Linked DNA regions of Mus musculus: all the other regions are linked to region 1. The links are chromatin contacts, called in public promoter capture Hi-C maps. All regions are on one chromosome and are shown on one strand. The core of a region is the stretch at or near the end of the contact, and the rest is flanking DNA. Distances in the headings are between cores, read along the strand shown. Region 1 holds the start of Pnkp (polynucleotide kinase 3'- phosphatase). Region 2 holds the start of Ppp1r37 (protein phosphatase 1, regulatory subunit 37). Region 3 holds the start of Irgq (immunity-related GTPase family, Q).

Region 1 (4,600 bases), core at 714-3,213:
TGACGCTCCCTATAGGTTCCACCGCACGACAGCCTGTCCATCAAAACTTGTCCTGTACCCAGGACAGTACCAGCTTCCTGTCCCCCGACCCTAACAGGTGCCTTAAAAGGCCCTCTCCCACCCAAGGTGGGGGGGCCAGGGGGGCCTCACTTTCCGGCCCTAGACTTGGGTGCGGGAGAGTGGGATGGGGGTAGGGAGGGGCGCTCTGAGATTAAAGTTTTACCTCTGACTAGTGAGTTCGTGTTGTGTGTGAGTGTGATGCTATGAAGCGTTCATGACAATTAAATGAAGTTCAGGGTTCGACACCCAGTCTTGGGGGCGTAACTGTGGGAGCGGTAGAAAGGCAAACCAGGGAATCTCCATTTCCCAACATCCAAAGATGAGAAAGGGGGCTAGAGGGGCTAGAGGACTGTCACCTTCACACTATTAATATTAATATGGATTGCCTCCCTTTTGTTACTTTGCTTTTTGGGATGATTTCACTTTGTAGCCCAGCCTTTCTCTTCAGTTTTTGTGCTGGGATTTCCAATCTGCCCCATCATACCGAGCTTTAGCGTATTTGTCCCAGAATTAGAAGCGATTTTCCCACTTTATTGCAAAGGGACCGGCATCATAGAAGCAAAGGAAGAGTGTATAGTGATGCTATGCGCTTCAAATGCTAAGGACAAGCTGGTTTGTTTCCGCTGCTACGCAGAGGAATGATGAAGGCGCACATCTGTCATTCCATCAGCAGGGAGATGGGTTTAAGGAGGCACAGGTGTTCACGTCAGTCTAGACTTTTTGAGACCATGCCTCAAAGAACAAAAAAAACCGTGAGCAGTGGCGCACACCTCTAATTCTAGCACTTGGGAGACAGGAGCAGGTGAATCCCCTGGTATCAAAAAGTAAAACAACCCATCAATGGCCAAGTGTGATGGCATTTTCTTCCTTCCTCTCCCCCCCCCCAGCTTTTAGAGCGTGTTTTTCAAGATAGGGTTTCTCTGTGTAGCCCTGGTTGTCCTGGAGCCCTTCTGAAGACCAAGCTGTCACTAAACTGAGATCTGCCTGCCTCTGCCTCCACTTCCCCAGTTTTAGAATGAAAGACGTGCGCTGCCAACCTGTCTGTAGAGCTCTATTTTAATACTAATATTTGGAAGACAGACAGATCCCGAAATTTGAGCCCAGTTTGGGTGTATGGTGGATTAACATACACGCCAAAAAAAAAAAAAAAAAAAAAACTTGTCTGGGCTGAAAGATAACTGCAGCCGGACTTTTTGATTTCGCTCATAGAAGGGGAGGCAAGGTCATGGGACCCTGACCTTAGTACCCAGCTGTTCCTCACAAGCAACTATATGCAATTTTGCCCTAGTTGCCTGTGGTTTGGGGAGGGGCTAGAGGATACTGGTGAGGGGGAAGGGAAGGGAAGGGCTCTGTCTGTGCAGTATGAAATGAGGCTTCATTTCTGCTAGATGAAAACTGCCCCGTGTGTTTTTTTGCAGGTAGCAACACAACCACCACCACCTATGCTCTGCAAGCCCAATATAGTCGGCTTCCCCAGAATGCTCTGTGGTGGAATCATATTTCAGGTTATATATACTTCAGGCCTTTGGAGAAGGGTAGGCATTTTTTAGGTCTTCCCCAGGAGAGCAACTTCCTCTTTATTTTATTTTTGCGGTGGGGGCAGAATCTTACTATGTAGACCAGGCTGGGCTCTGCCTGCCTCTGCCTCCCAAGTACTAGGATTAATATTAAACTCATGTGCCACCATGCCTAGGAAAGAATTTTAACAAGGCTACATCCTGAGAACCTGTCTCACTAAAACATACATACATACATACATACATACATACATACATACAAGAAAATCAAAACAAAAACAAGTAACTCTAGCGTAGGGATCAAGTGACTATGGATGCGAGTGACCCCTATCCGCTCTGGCTCAGAGCGCCTCAAGCGAGTCAGGACTGCGCATGCGCCGTGGGAGGAGCCAAATTTTCGAACAGTCTTTCCCATAGCATAGATGAGCTTTGGAATGAATTCAGAAGTGACTCTACCTATATGCAATCCTCACTGCGCATTGGAACCGTTGTGGTAGCTTGGGAAACGTCGAACCCGCCCATGGGCAAGGGGCGGAATTTCCGGTGTGGCTCGCATTGGGAAAGCAGAACTTCCGGTGGCGGGTGGGTTGCCGGCTGCTGAGCAAGCTCCACTGTGATTCTGTTCCCCTTCACAGCATCCGAGGATGTCACAGCTTGGATCCCGGGGCCGCCTGTGGCTGCAGAGCCCCACCGGTGGGCCGCCCCCTATATTCCTGCCGTCGGATGGCCAAGCCCTGGTCCTCGGTCGGGGACCCCTGACCCAAGTGACGGACCGGAAGTGCTCCCGAAACCAAGGTGGGCACGGGAATGGAACTGCTGCAGAGTGGGATTGGAAGGAAGCAGGGGAGCCTATGCCTAGCCAGAAGCAAGACGAGGCATTATGGGAGGGACAGAGAGGATCTGGGAGATTGTCACCGGAGGGGAGAAGGACAACAGAGAGACGGTCGCTGGGCAGGCTACATCAGGCGGTGATGCATCAAGCCATGCCCAAGACCTCGGTCTACCCCATGTATCTCATGGGACAAAGCAGACCCTACAGATAAAAAAAATACCTGTTCTGGACAAGTCCGTGTCTCTAGCAATCCTAGGGACTCCGAAGTACCTGTTATTATTGAGGAATAAACTGGCTCGGGGGGGGGGGGGGGGGGCAGACACCCCTGTCATCCAGAGAATTGGGTGGTAGAGGCATGAGAATCAGTTCAAGCCCAGCCGCTAGTATGTAGCGAGTTCAAGGCTATCCTGGGCTACCTGTGTTGGGGGATTGAGGAAGGAAGGGAGAAAGTGCCTCTCTTACTTAAGTCCTAGGGAGAAAGTGCCTCTCTTACTTAAGTCCTAGTAGTAGACTGTAGTTGGCCACGCCCCTGTACGTGATGTAAACCCTGACTCCACCCCCTTACCCTCAGTGGAGCTGATTGCAGACCCTGAAAGCCGGACAGTGGCAGTGAAACAGGTACCAGTGTCTTGGCAGCGGGTAGCAAGGACTTGGGAGAGGGGCCGGGTAGATGACAACCCTTCAGAAGGCTGGTCAGCTTTCCGCTTTAACACCGTGCCAGACTAGAAGCCACTAACCTTTCAAAGTTCTGACTGGCCACACGAAGTGAATAGGTGGGAAGATTAAAAATTGATTGGGAGCTAAGGTATTGGATTTGGTGGGGCGGGGTGGTGCCAACCCTAGCTCCTCCTTTGTCTGCAGCTGGGTGTTAACCCGTCAACTGTTGGGGTCCAGGAGTTGAAGCCAGGACTGTCTGGCTCTCTAAGCTTGGGGGATGTCCTTTATCTGGTTAATGGCCTATATCCCCTGACCCTGCGTTGGGAAGAGCTCAGCACATCAGGATCCCAGCCAGATGCTCCACCAGACACTCCTGGGGATCCGGAGGAGGGAGAGGATACTGAGCCTCAGAAAAAGCGAGTTCGGAAATCCTCTCTTGGCTGGGAGAGCTTAAAGAAGTTACTGGTGTTCACAGCGTCTGGGGTGAAGCCCCAGGGCAAGGTGAGGCCGCCACCCCTGCTGCCACCCAGGCTAGCCAGTTAATGTAAAGTTTCCTGTGCAGCCCTGAGCTAGTCTTATCAAAGTTCCTGAGCCTCAACTGTTCTGTGCAGAGAAGACTGAGACCCCAGTGGTGCCGCCACCACTGAGGTACAGGGTACAGGTCAGGCCCTGTAATCAGTGGTGACCTTTCTTGGATCACTCTGAAATGAGGCCACAGAAAATTCACGGCCTAGTTTCCTGTGGCCACTCAGCCAACAGTGAGGTTTGTTTTTTTAAGAATTGATATGACCTGGCACTCGGGAGGCAGAGGCAGGCGGATTTCTGAGTTCGAGGCCAGCCTGGTCTACAAAGTGAGTTCCAGGACAGCCAGGGCTATAAAGAGAAACCCTGTCTCGAAAAAAAAAACAACAACAACAAAAATCAAAAAAAAAAAAAAAAAAGAATTGATATGAGCCTGCATGATTTTCTGTGTACTGTATGCAGGTGGCTGCAGAGGCCACAGAGCATTGGGTGCCCTGGAGCTGTAGTTACAGGCAGTTATGGGCCATCTGACATTTGTGTGCTCCTAACCACTGAGTCTAACCACTGAGCCATCTCTCCAACTCTTCCAACAAAGCCCTTTGCTCCTTCTGGGCTGTTAGTTCTCCAAGGAGATGCTCAGAGAAAAAGGATTTGTGAGACACTGGTTCCTACTAAAAAAAAAAAAACAAACAAACTGGAAGTGGAGGGCAGAGGACACAGAAGGATAATACTGGTATTTAAAGGCTGGTGTCTCCAGGTACACGCCTTCAGTCCCTATACCTGGGAGGCAGAGGGAGGCAGATCTCTGTGAGTTCAAAGCCAGTCTGGTCTGTAGAGTGAGTTCCAAGACAGCCAAGGCTACACAGAGAAACCCTTGACTTGAAAAGGAAGACAGTAAGCCTGTAAGGAAGGTCAGAGGTGACAGTATTGTTGTCCCTGTTGGTGATACCAGGTGGCTGCCTTTGACCTAGATGGGACCCTCATCACCACCCGCTCTGGAAAGGTCTTCCCC
Region 2 (4,600 bases), core at 1,245-3,744, about 25 Mb before region 1:
GAGCCCTGGACTCTATCCCCCACCCTGCATAAAATGAGTGTTAGGACATACCTATAACCCTATCATTCAGGAAAGGAAAGCAGGAAGGTCAGAAGTTCAAAGTCACCCTTAACTATACACAATCTGTGCTACATAAGACAATCGTGTTAAAAGAACAAAAACAAAAAACAAAACACCTTAAACTTAATTCAAAAATTAATAAAAGGCTCTGCCTTTTCAGAAAAACTGTGGGCCAGAAACTGTGACCAACTCTCCAGGTGCCCTGACCTCCAGGCCTCACCATCTGACCCTCACCCTGGAAGGTTCTGACTTTGGCCCCATCGAAAAAGCAAGCTCTTTCCAGGCTTCAATGCTGCCTTCATAATCATCATGGGTTTAGGAGCGCTCACTCTCACCAGGCACAGTTCATGTGTGATGTCACTCAGTCTCTGGCAGACCCTGGACCACTGCTCCTGTCAGTCACTCTGGGGGAGGGTGGCTCTGAGGCTCAGGGGAGCCAGGCAAATTCTCAGTGGTTGCAAAAGACAGCAAGTGGGAAAGTCAGAATTTGACCCAGCTAGCCTTTCTTTTCCCTCTTTTCTTTCTTTCTATAGTGAAACAGGGCTTCCCCATGCAGTTCAAGCCCCCCCTAGAATGTCTACTCTATGATCCAGCCTTAGCCTCTAAGCGCTGGGCTCACAGCTGCAGACAGCCACACCAGGTTTCTTAACCACTTCTGAATGGCCGCTCTGCTCCCCCCACCCCTTCCTGCTGCGATCTTGCCACAGTGGACAACAGGCTGCCGCCAGGGCCCAGTGGACTCTTCCTGTCCTCAGCACCAGTTCCAAGAAGTTCAGAACCCAAAACAAACCACCCAGCCCTGGCAGGCTCCCCAAGCCAAGTCTAAATTAACCTCGGTCTCTTTGATAATTACTAGTCAAACTGGCATTTATGGCGGGCTCCCAGTGTATCATTTCCTGCAACCAAGTCCCCCCCACCACACCCCCACCCGTGCCCACATACATCAAAGCTACCAGCTGCCCACTCTGCTGCCCACAGCCTGGCAGTCGTGTCTGTCTGTTCCTGGACAAGCAGGTTAGCTTCCATAGAACACGGCCAGTGGGTGACCTCACTTCACAGGCTCCACCCAAGCAAAACACAATTCAGCTCAGAAATGGGATTAGCCTGTGTCCATCTCCCCAGCAACCTTTTCCCTTTCAAAGCCATCAAAGCCAATGCACTCCTCCAAGTGCCCGTCCAGTTCCACCTCCCCACCAACAGGCCTAGATCTTAGATCTTCCCATCTCCCAACATGTAAGTCACCTTCTGTTGAGTAGGGAATACTGCCGAGTCCTTCCCCAGGTAAACCCTGGTAAAAGCGGGCTCCGCGTTCTGCTGCCGAACCTTACTGCGGAATTCCTCGCACACAGGCAAACTGGCCACCTCGTCCTCTGCTTTACTACCTGCTGCCTCTGACCCTCCTTTCCCAGTCGGAGGGTTTACAAACTTCTGTACAGTCTGGGTTTATTTCCGTCCTCGTTTCAGCCAAAAGAGCAATGGCCATAGCCGGCTACGCTTTGCCTCCTGGTTTACAGACCAGCTGCTTCGCTCTCACCATCCCGTGGACTCAGGCACTTACCTTTCCCCCAATACTATAACCAGGCTCTCTTCATCTATCCCTGAGTGTACCATGAACTCAAAGGCTGGCTGCCAGCCTCCCAAACTCCCAAACAAGGTTAGGCTTTGAAAACCCAGTCCTGTGGACCTTTCCAGCTCTCCCGCCAACCCCTCTCTGCCTCCAGCTCTAACCTAGGCACCGTTGAAATCACCAATAAGTACCATTTGCCGCGGGCCACCTCCGTGGGGGTCGGCCCTATGGCGGTCCCACCCGCCTCTAGGCTCTCCCCCGCAACCCTCGCCAAAGCTACCGTGTCTCCAGGGGTCTTTGGGCTCCACCGCTCCAGACACGATGTCCTCGTCAGATGGGAACGTGACACGCTTGGCAGCAGCCTTAAGGCGGCCATCGGCCGGGGGCGAGGTCCCGGTAGGAGACTCAGCTTCGGCGGAGGCCTCCTCGGTCTCGGCCTCCGCGTCCGCGTCGGCGTCCGCGCCCGGCCCGGGCGGAGCCTCCTGCGGCGGGATCTCCATCGCCGCCGCCTCCTCCTCCTCACGGGGGCCCCGGGGACATGCCCCGGGCCCCGGACTCGTCTCTCCGGGTCCTCCCGCCGTTCCGGGGCATGGGCTTCGCCGCTGCCTCAAGCGCCGCCTCCGTCCGCTCCGTTCGTCGTCGTCGTCGTCGTCGTCGTCGCAGTCGCCGGGAGCCCCAACGCGCCTCCGCCGAGCTCCGCGAGTACCTGCTCTTCCGCAGCCACACTTTCGCTACAAGCCGAAGGGCCCGCTGCGTACCGAGAAAAGCATAGCACCGACTCAAGCTTTTGCTCTGAAAAAAAACCGTGTCGAGGACGACAGGAAGACCGGAACAAAGAACAGTAAGCTCCGCGGAAAAAAGAAACGTGACCGGCGAATCTGCAGAGCCAAACTGCAGAACACAGAGGCGGGGCCTATGAACGCTGTCTCCCGGAGCGCCGCGCATGCGCGAGTTCTAGCCGCCCCCTCCCGCCCCCCACAAGCCAAGCTGTCAACAGTCAGGCTCCCGCACATTCGTCACAAGCCCAAGTAATTCGGGAAAGGATTCAATACAAATCCTATAACCGCGGCCTGCGAGAGGGCTGTCAGCGGCTAAAGCCGTCTGAGTTCGTAAAAATAGAAGAATCGCCTCCACAAAATTGTCCTCTGATTTCTACGCGTCTACAAGAAATGAGTAACTTAAAATATAAAATACGGATCAGATATTAATTAAAAAACCACTTGCTGGACATGGTAGTGACTCGCCTTGTGAACCGAGCCTTGGAGAGGCTGAAGGAGGAGGTTGCGAATTCGAGGCTAGGCTGGATTACAAAGGGAGCCTCAGACAAGCAGGTGCTACAGCAGGAGACCCTGGTGGGGCTAAGCCAAGTACTGGGAGCAGGATAAAGTGATGGAGGTGCTGAGAGCTGAGAGCCAAGCTGAATATCGGATGAGTACGTACAAGTGACAGAAGCGACAGAAGAGCACACTTTAGCACAATTTTCGTCAAAATTGTATCAAATGTAAATTACAATATTAGACGAGTCTGCTAGGTATTCATGAACCTGCTATAAAAACAAAACAAAACAAAAACTGGGAGCAGGAATTCCAAAGGCTCGGGATGAACCAGCTGACCAAACCTGAGCGAGCCTAAGCCACACCTCCAAGGGGTCGATTCCAAAGCTCAGGATTCATCTGGGCACTTTCGCTTTTCCTTCTCAGCTCATTAAAGCCCACTGGCACAGGGACTGAAACCACAGAACGGGATTTGAGGAGGGTCGAGCACAGCATTGCCAAGTAGAGAGCTAGGCTGGAACTGGAGGGAGGCTCCAGTGTGAACTGATAACTGAGACCACTGCTAAGGGTAGCTGCTTTCCTCTTCACAGTTGGGGGTTAGCACACTTTGGAGACTGAGAAGTACCAAAAGCCCCTATAATTAATGCAAACCTTCAGTTACATTCTGAACTCCAAAAGGCATTAAGTGGGCTTTGTTTGGGGGGGGAGGGTTGGGTTTTGTTTGGTTTTACTGGTTCTCATGTAATCCAGGCTGCCCGCTGACTTGCCATGTAGGAAAGACAGGCTTTATCTCTGGCTCCTCCTGCCTCTACACCCCCTTCCCCACACCAAATGCTGGGATTACAGACTTGGGTCACTGTGCTTAGCTAGGAACTGCTTCCAGATATCATGTACTGAAAGATTTCTAGTGACAAGGGGCTGAAACAGGGGACACAGACTCCCTCACTAGACGGCTAGAGCAAACTGAGGAAGGGTAAAACTTCAACGCTAACCACCAACCTGCAGCATTTGCTCCCGGGCACTGGCACGGCACTGGCACACAAGTGTGACCACCACCACCACTCCCAGTCCCCTCCGTGGGAAGACAAACCTGCAGGTGACTGCAGTGGACCACATCACCAAGAGGGAACCTTGAAACCTAGTGTAAGCCAAGGCCCTGTCTAGGCCTTTTCTAGTAAAAAGCCATCCTTGCCCACCTCGGGTCAATTTCTTATGCAGAGATGAATGTCAGCCATTTGGGGAGGATGCCAGGAGCAGTGCAAGCCCTATACTTTTATCTGGACGCCTCAGCTTCATTGCTTAGATAAGCCCCACAAGTTTTAGCCTGAGATAGCTACACTACTAACTTTTAAAGACTACAGCAGAGGGTGGGAAGACAGCTCAGCAACTCCGTTCCAGAGGGCCTGAATTCTGCTCTCAGCACCCATAGTTCACAAGCACCTGTAACCCTAGCTTTGCTGACTGCCTATCTTTTTCTGGTCTCCGTGTGCACCCACACTCCCATGGCACACAGACATAAACACCTCCATTTAAAAATTTTAAAACAAAGAAATGTTAAGCATGGCACCACTCTCCATGGGATACAACTAAAGAGAGAAGCAGAAAAGCTGAGTATGGTGGCCTGACCTGTAAGTAATCCAGCACTCGGGTGGCTGAGGCAGGAGGATTGTGAATTCCAAGCCTGCCTGGGCTACACAGC
Region 3 (4,600 bases), core at 1,340-3,839, about 20 Mb before region 1:
AACCCTTCCTAAAACCACATACACAAGCCCAATTCTATAAACTCTTTTGAACACTCTGCCTGGCTCTTTCCACATGGTATATTTTGCAGTGCCCAATAAATCTGATATGTGACTCAGTGGTAGAGCCCCTGCCTAGAATCCCCCAGTGAGGGGCTGGGGGTGTGGCTCAGTGGTAGAGCCCCTGCCTAGAATTCCCCAGTGAGGGGCTGGGGCGTGGCTCAGTGGTAGAGCTCCTGCCTAGACTTCCCCAGTGAGGGGTTACAGTGTGGCTCAGTGGCAGAATACTTGCCTACTATGCACAAGTTCTTGATTTTGGTTATTATTTTATCTATTTGGTTTACTTGTATGTGTGTGCACCATATCCATGCCTGGTGCCTGCAGAGGTTAGAAGGCATTGGATCTCCAGGACCTGGAGTTATGTATGGTGTGAGCCAATATGCCGGTGCTGAGAGCTGAACTTGAAATCTCTGTAAAAGCAACTAATGCTCTTAACTCCTAAGCTGTCTCTCAATTTTGTTCTGAGAACCACCAAATTGGGTGGGGGGGGGGGGCGGGGGGAGTTGTGTAAGACAGGGTTGGTCTATGTAACAGCCCTAGTTGCCCTGGAACTCAGTCTGTAGGCCAGGCTGGTCTCAAATTCATGGATTCACCTTCCTCTCCCTCCTTGAATGCCGGGATTAAAGACATGACATGAGCCACCACCACTTGTTTTAAATACAGGGGGTTTTGGTTTGTTTGTTTGTTTTTGTTGGTTGTTTTATGTTTTGTTTGTTGAGACAGGGTTTCTCAGTGTAACCTTTGCTGTCTTGGAATCACGCTGTAGACCAGGCTGGCCTCGAATTCAGAGATCCAATTGCCTCTACCTCCAGAGTCCTGGGATTAATGGCGTGTGCCTGGCTTAAATACAGGGTTTTGAAAACTGAACGGTAATCCCAGCTTGTCCAAGCCAGATGTGTTCCTTGTGGTCTCTGCCTGTGAGACACTGATACTACCGCTGCGGTACACCGCAGCCCGACATTAGAGCCGAATGAGATAATCAAGGTCACTCCTCCATACTTGGCATCGAATGCACCCAGTGCAGAGAACACTCAGTCAGGGTCACAGCTGTTATAAAGTAGATGTTATCATTTAAATTAAATTTCATTCAAGTCAAGTTTTCCCCTTTCGACAGCTAATTCCATAACTACCCCATGGAAGTGAGCTGTGATGCCCGTTTTGGTTTGTTTATTAAGACAAGATTTGTCTGTGTAGCCCTGGATGTCCTGGAACTTTCTCTATAGAGCAGGCTGGCTTCAAACTCAGTGAACGGCCTGCCTCTACCTCCTAAATTCGGGGATTAAAGGTGTGCTACCACCATAGCCCGTGTTGCACACGTTTGCTACGGGAAACTGAAGCATAGTCATATTGAAAGTCTAGGGGGAAAGTGGGACAAGAACCCTGGGGACTCATTCCAGGTAATGATATTGCCAGTCACACCCCACAACCCAATCTTCGCCTGGCAGCCCTTTATTCCTCTAAATGTCGTCCTGCTTCTGTTTGTGTGCCCAAATCAAGGGAAATAATTTTGATCATGAGAGGAGGTCATTCCTGGCAGGTAGTCACTGCGGCCACCTGTAGCAGGGCGGGGCGTCGAGATATGGAGGTCCCTTTAGTGTCTGTCACTCCTGCACCCAACCCCTCTTTCTGGCAGTACTCAAAGAGGTCGTCTCCTGGGCTGTCTGGACTCCATTCCTTGGGAGACGCTTGCCCTCTACAGTGTCTTCAGGGCGATGTTCTGATATGAAAGAGAGAGGGGGGGGGCGTGGCTGCCACCAACCTTAGTGGGCCTCGCTCTATTTTTTGACACTCACTGAACTCTAATGACACTCTCACTAGAAAAGCTTCAGCAGTCTCACATGGGAGACTCCTCGGGTTTGTGACACCTCGGTCTTCAAGCCCCTGTGTCCTCATCTTCACGAAACCGAATTCCCTCGAAGGTGGAACTCTTGGTCTTTCTTACCAGCCCCATCCTAGTTTCTCACGTGTCAACCATAACCCCCGCACAAGCAGTGGTGCTCACACTTGAGCCCGCCTTCTCCCAGGAGACATCCTTCTCTGACATTGATTACTGTTTCACCGTAGTCACCGCCGCCCGCGTTCACTAGTTCATTTCTGGATCACGCTGCTCCCATGCACTGCCTTCTGCTCTTAGTTCTTGATGGTCACGGACGCCTCTTGCTTTCCTCCCCGAAGACTGTCCCTTAGCTGCGCCTGACAGTTGGTCGCCACAGCTCTGCCACCGGACGAGAGCGGGATAGTTTTTCCTAGTCTCCAGACTCCAGTGATCTGTTGCACCACCATTGTCCCCGAGTCAGGTTCAAGGTTGCAGTCCGGCACTAATATAGTCACGGCAGGCAAGTCTTCGCAAGGGCAAGTGGAGAGGTCCTTTTCTGTACAGGGGTGCGTGATGATGACGTTGGTTGTGTGCTCCGTACAACGCTAAGCTTACTGCGTGGGCTCATCGCTTCCTGTCCCCCTTTGCCGTACAAACCCTGCACGTACTGCGCAGGCGTATTGGTTGCTGGTCTTGGTGGGGCACCGCCCCAAAACTTTCTGCGCACGCGCATGGGTTTTATTGTGCCTTTGCCCAAACAGCCTTAGCTAGAAAGAAGGAGCTGCCAAAAATTCTTCCTCTCCGCAGTGGCACTCCAAGACACACCGGTCTTGGAAGGAATGACGTCAGTATAGAGCCACCTGAAGGAGTCCGGATGTTTCTAAATCCGGACACTCCTGCCCCTTCAGCCTCCGTCAGCTCGTCTTAAGGGGCTGGGCCTCTGTGCTCTCCAGGCGTGTCACCTCTCTGATCGGTTGGTGATTTGGAATGGGGAGGGGAAAGACCATTCTCGAGTTTGGCAGTCAGGTTTTTGAGGGTTTTTGTTTTCCTTCTTCTGTTTCTTCTTTTTTAAATAGAGAAATGCATTCGTGTGGAGAATGGGCATATACCTGGCTCTCCCAGGAATAGGCCCTGGGGGTTGAGTTTCTAGGTCCTGCAGCGTGACACTGGAGAATGGAAGTAGAGGACAGGCTGGAGGACTGAAGCCTGGATCTACAGTGAATCAGTTAGGAGAGGGTGTTGATTGGTGTGGGGGAGTGCGACGCCTTTAATCTCAGCACTCTGGGAGACAGAGGGGAGAGGATCGATCTCTTGAATGTCAGGCCAGCCTGGTCTACGTAATGAGTTCAGGCCAGCCAGGGCTACACAGCGAGACGCTGTCTTAGAAAAGAAGCAAACAAAAAGTCTTACGTGCTCCCTGACCAATTTCTTTCCCCGCCTCTTGCTTTCCAGCAATGCCTCTGCCTCAGGGTGACGTGACTGCCTTATTCCTGGGGCCTCCCGGCTCGGGAAAGTCCGCCCTGATCGCCGCGTTATGCGGTAAGAATGTGGACACGGTAGAGATTCCCGATGGACGGCAGGACTCTGGAGTCCCCAGCCTGAGAGCTGCGGCTCCGGGCCTCTTCCTGGGTGAGCTGAGTTGCCCACCCGCAGCTCCCGGGCCCTGGGCGGCGGAGGCCAACTTGCTGGTATTGGTGCTACCAGGATCTGAGGGGAGCGAGGAGCCCTTGACCCCAGCTCTGGGAGAGGCAGCGCGAGCCGCCCTGGCTAGAGGAACCCCGCTGCTGGCTGTCCGGAATCTGCGCCCTGGAGATTCCCAGAATGCAGCTAAAGCCCGGGATGAGACTGCAGCCTTGTTGAACAGTGCTGGGTTAGGAGCTGCGCCTCTCTTTGTGCCGCCGGCGGATTGCAGCAGCAGTGACCGCTGCGAGGAGCTAGAGCGCCTGCAGGTGGTGCTGCGGACCCAGGCGGAGGCGCTGCAGAGGTGAGGGGACAGTTCGGGCTGGATGGGGTGGCCTTAGATCCAACTCAGCTACGGAGGTCTTTAAAGTTCTCGAGCCCTGTTCCTAGAGTGTTAGACGCAAGCTTTTCTTGGCTGCCCATTCGTCCATACCCTACTTATTTGCGTAGGACAGCACCCACCACACCCATGAGCACAGAGTTTGAGATCATGGAGACTCTGCCATAAGCAGGGATCACTTTTCTGTCGTTTAAAGCCTGCACCGTCAAGGGTCAACTGGAAAGCCCACCACAAAGGTCCTGTTTCGTGCAAGCTCTCTGGCATCACAAGCCCAGATATATATATATATATGCAAATACTTGTGTCAGACAAGATGCTGGACTCCCATCTCTCGTAACATTTGAGATCCCTCTCCAGCACTCCCATCCTCCTCATTGGCTTGGTTCTCAAGTGACTCCCCTCCCATCCTTCCTTTCGTTAACACCAAACCTTTACAGAGCATTATTTCCGATTGCTCGCCCTGTTCTTCCATTTCCAGTTCCCTCTCAGTTCTACCCTGCCTACTGCCCGCCAATCCACCCAGCCCCTCCCCACCTGCCAGCTGTCTCATTTTATGGTTCTCAAAATGCGACTCAGGAAGGGTCTGCATAAGTTGGAGAGCTGCTTCTCATTTGTTTAGTTAACCTCGCTGGCCCACCAGTACTAGATGAGGTCTCTCTTATTTACATCCACCCTCAGGGACACCATAGGCCATACTGAAATTGCCA

Evidence for each region. Promoter capture Hi-C pulls out the DNA fragments that hold promoters and counts their contacts.
Region 2: a promoter capture Hi-C map of second pharyngeal arch cranial neural crest shows a contact between it and region 1. The contact joins the promoter of Ppp1r37 here to the promoter of Pnkp in region 1. A contact is called at or near these places in 3 of 39 promoter capture datasets (cranial neural crest, pre-B cells and second pharyngeal arch cranial neural crest).
Region 3: a promoter capture Hi-C map of pre-B cells shows a contact between it and region 1. The contact joins the promoter of Irgq here to the promoter of Pnkp in region 1. A contact is called at or near these places in 3 of 39 promoter capture datasets (cranial neural crest, maxillary cranial neural crest and pre-B cells).

The regions. Positions count from the first base shown.
Region 1 is chr7:44,855,183-44,859,782 of GRCm38.p6, forward strand. It overlaps Pnkp (polynucleotide kinase 3'- phosphatase), which reads left to right and starts at 1,964. Exons shown (of 16, transcript NM_021549.3): 1 at 1,964-2,372; 2 at 2,981-3,027; 3 at 3,271-3,567; 4 at 4,541-4,600. The coding sequence starts at 2,222. Akt1s1 (AKT1 substrate 1 (proline-rich)) reads left to right here. Exons shown (of 5, transcript NM_026270.4): 5 at 1-239.
Region 2 is chr7:19,559,904-19,564,503 of GRCm38.p6, forward strand. It overlaps Ppp1r37 (protein phosphatase 1, regulatory subunit 37), which reads right to left and starts at 2,495. Exons shown (of 13, transcript NM_199149.3): 1 at 1,908-2,495. The coding sequence starts at 2,127.
Region 3 is chr7:24,528,059-24,532,658 of GRCm38.p6, forward strand. It overlaps Irgq (immunity-related GTPase family, Q), which reads left to right and starts at 2,590. Exons shown (of 3, transcript NM_153134.3): 1 at 2,590-2,846; 2 at 3,326-3,857. The coding sequence starts at 3,328.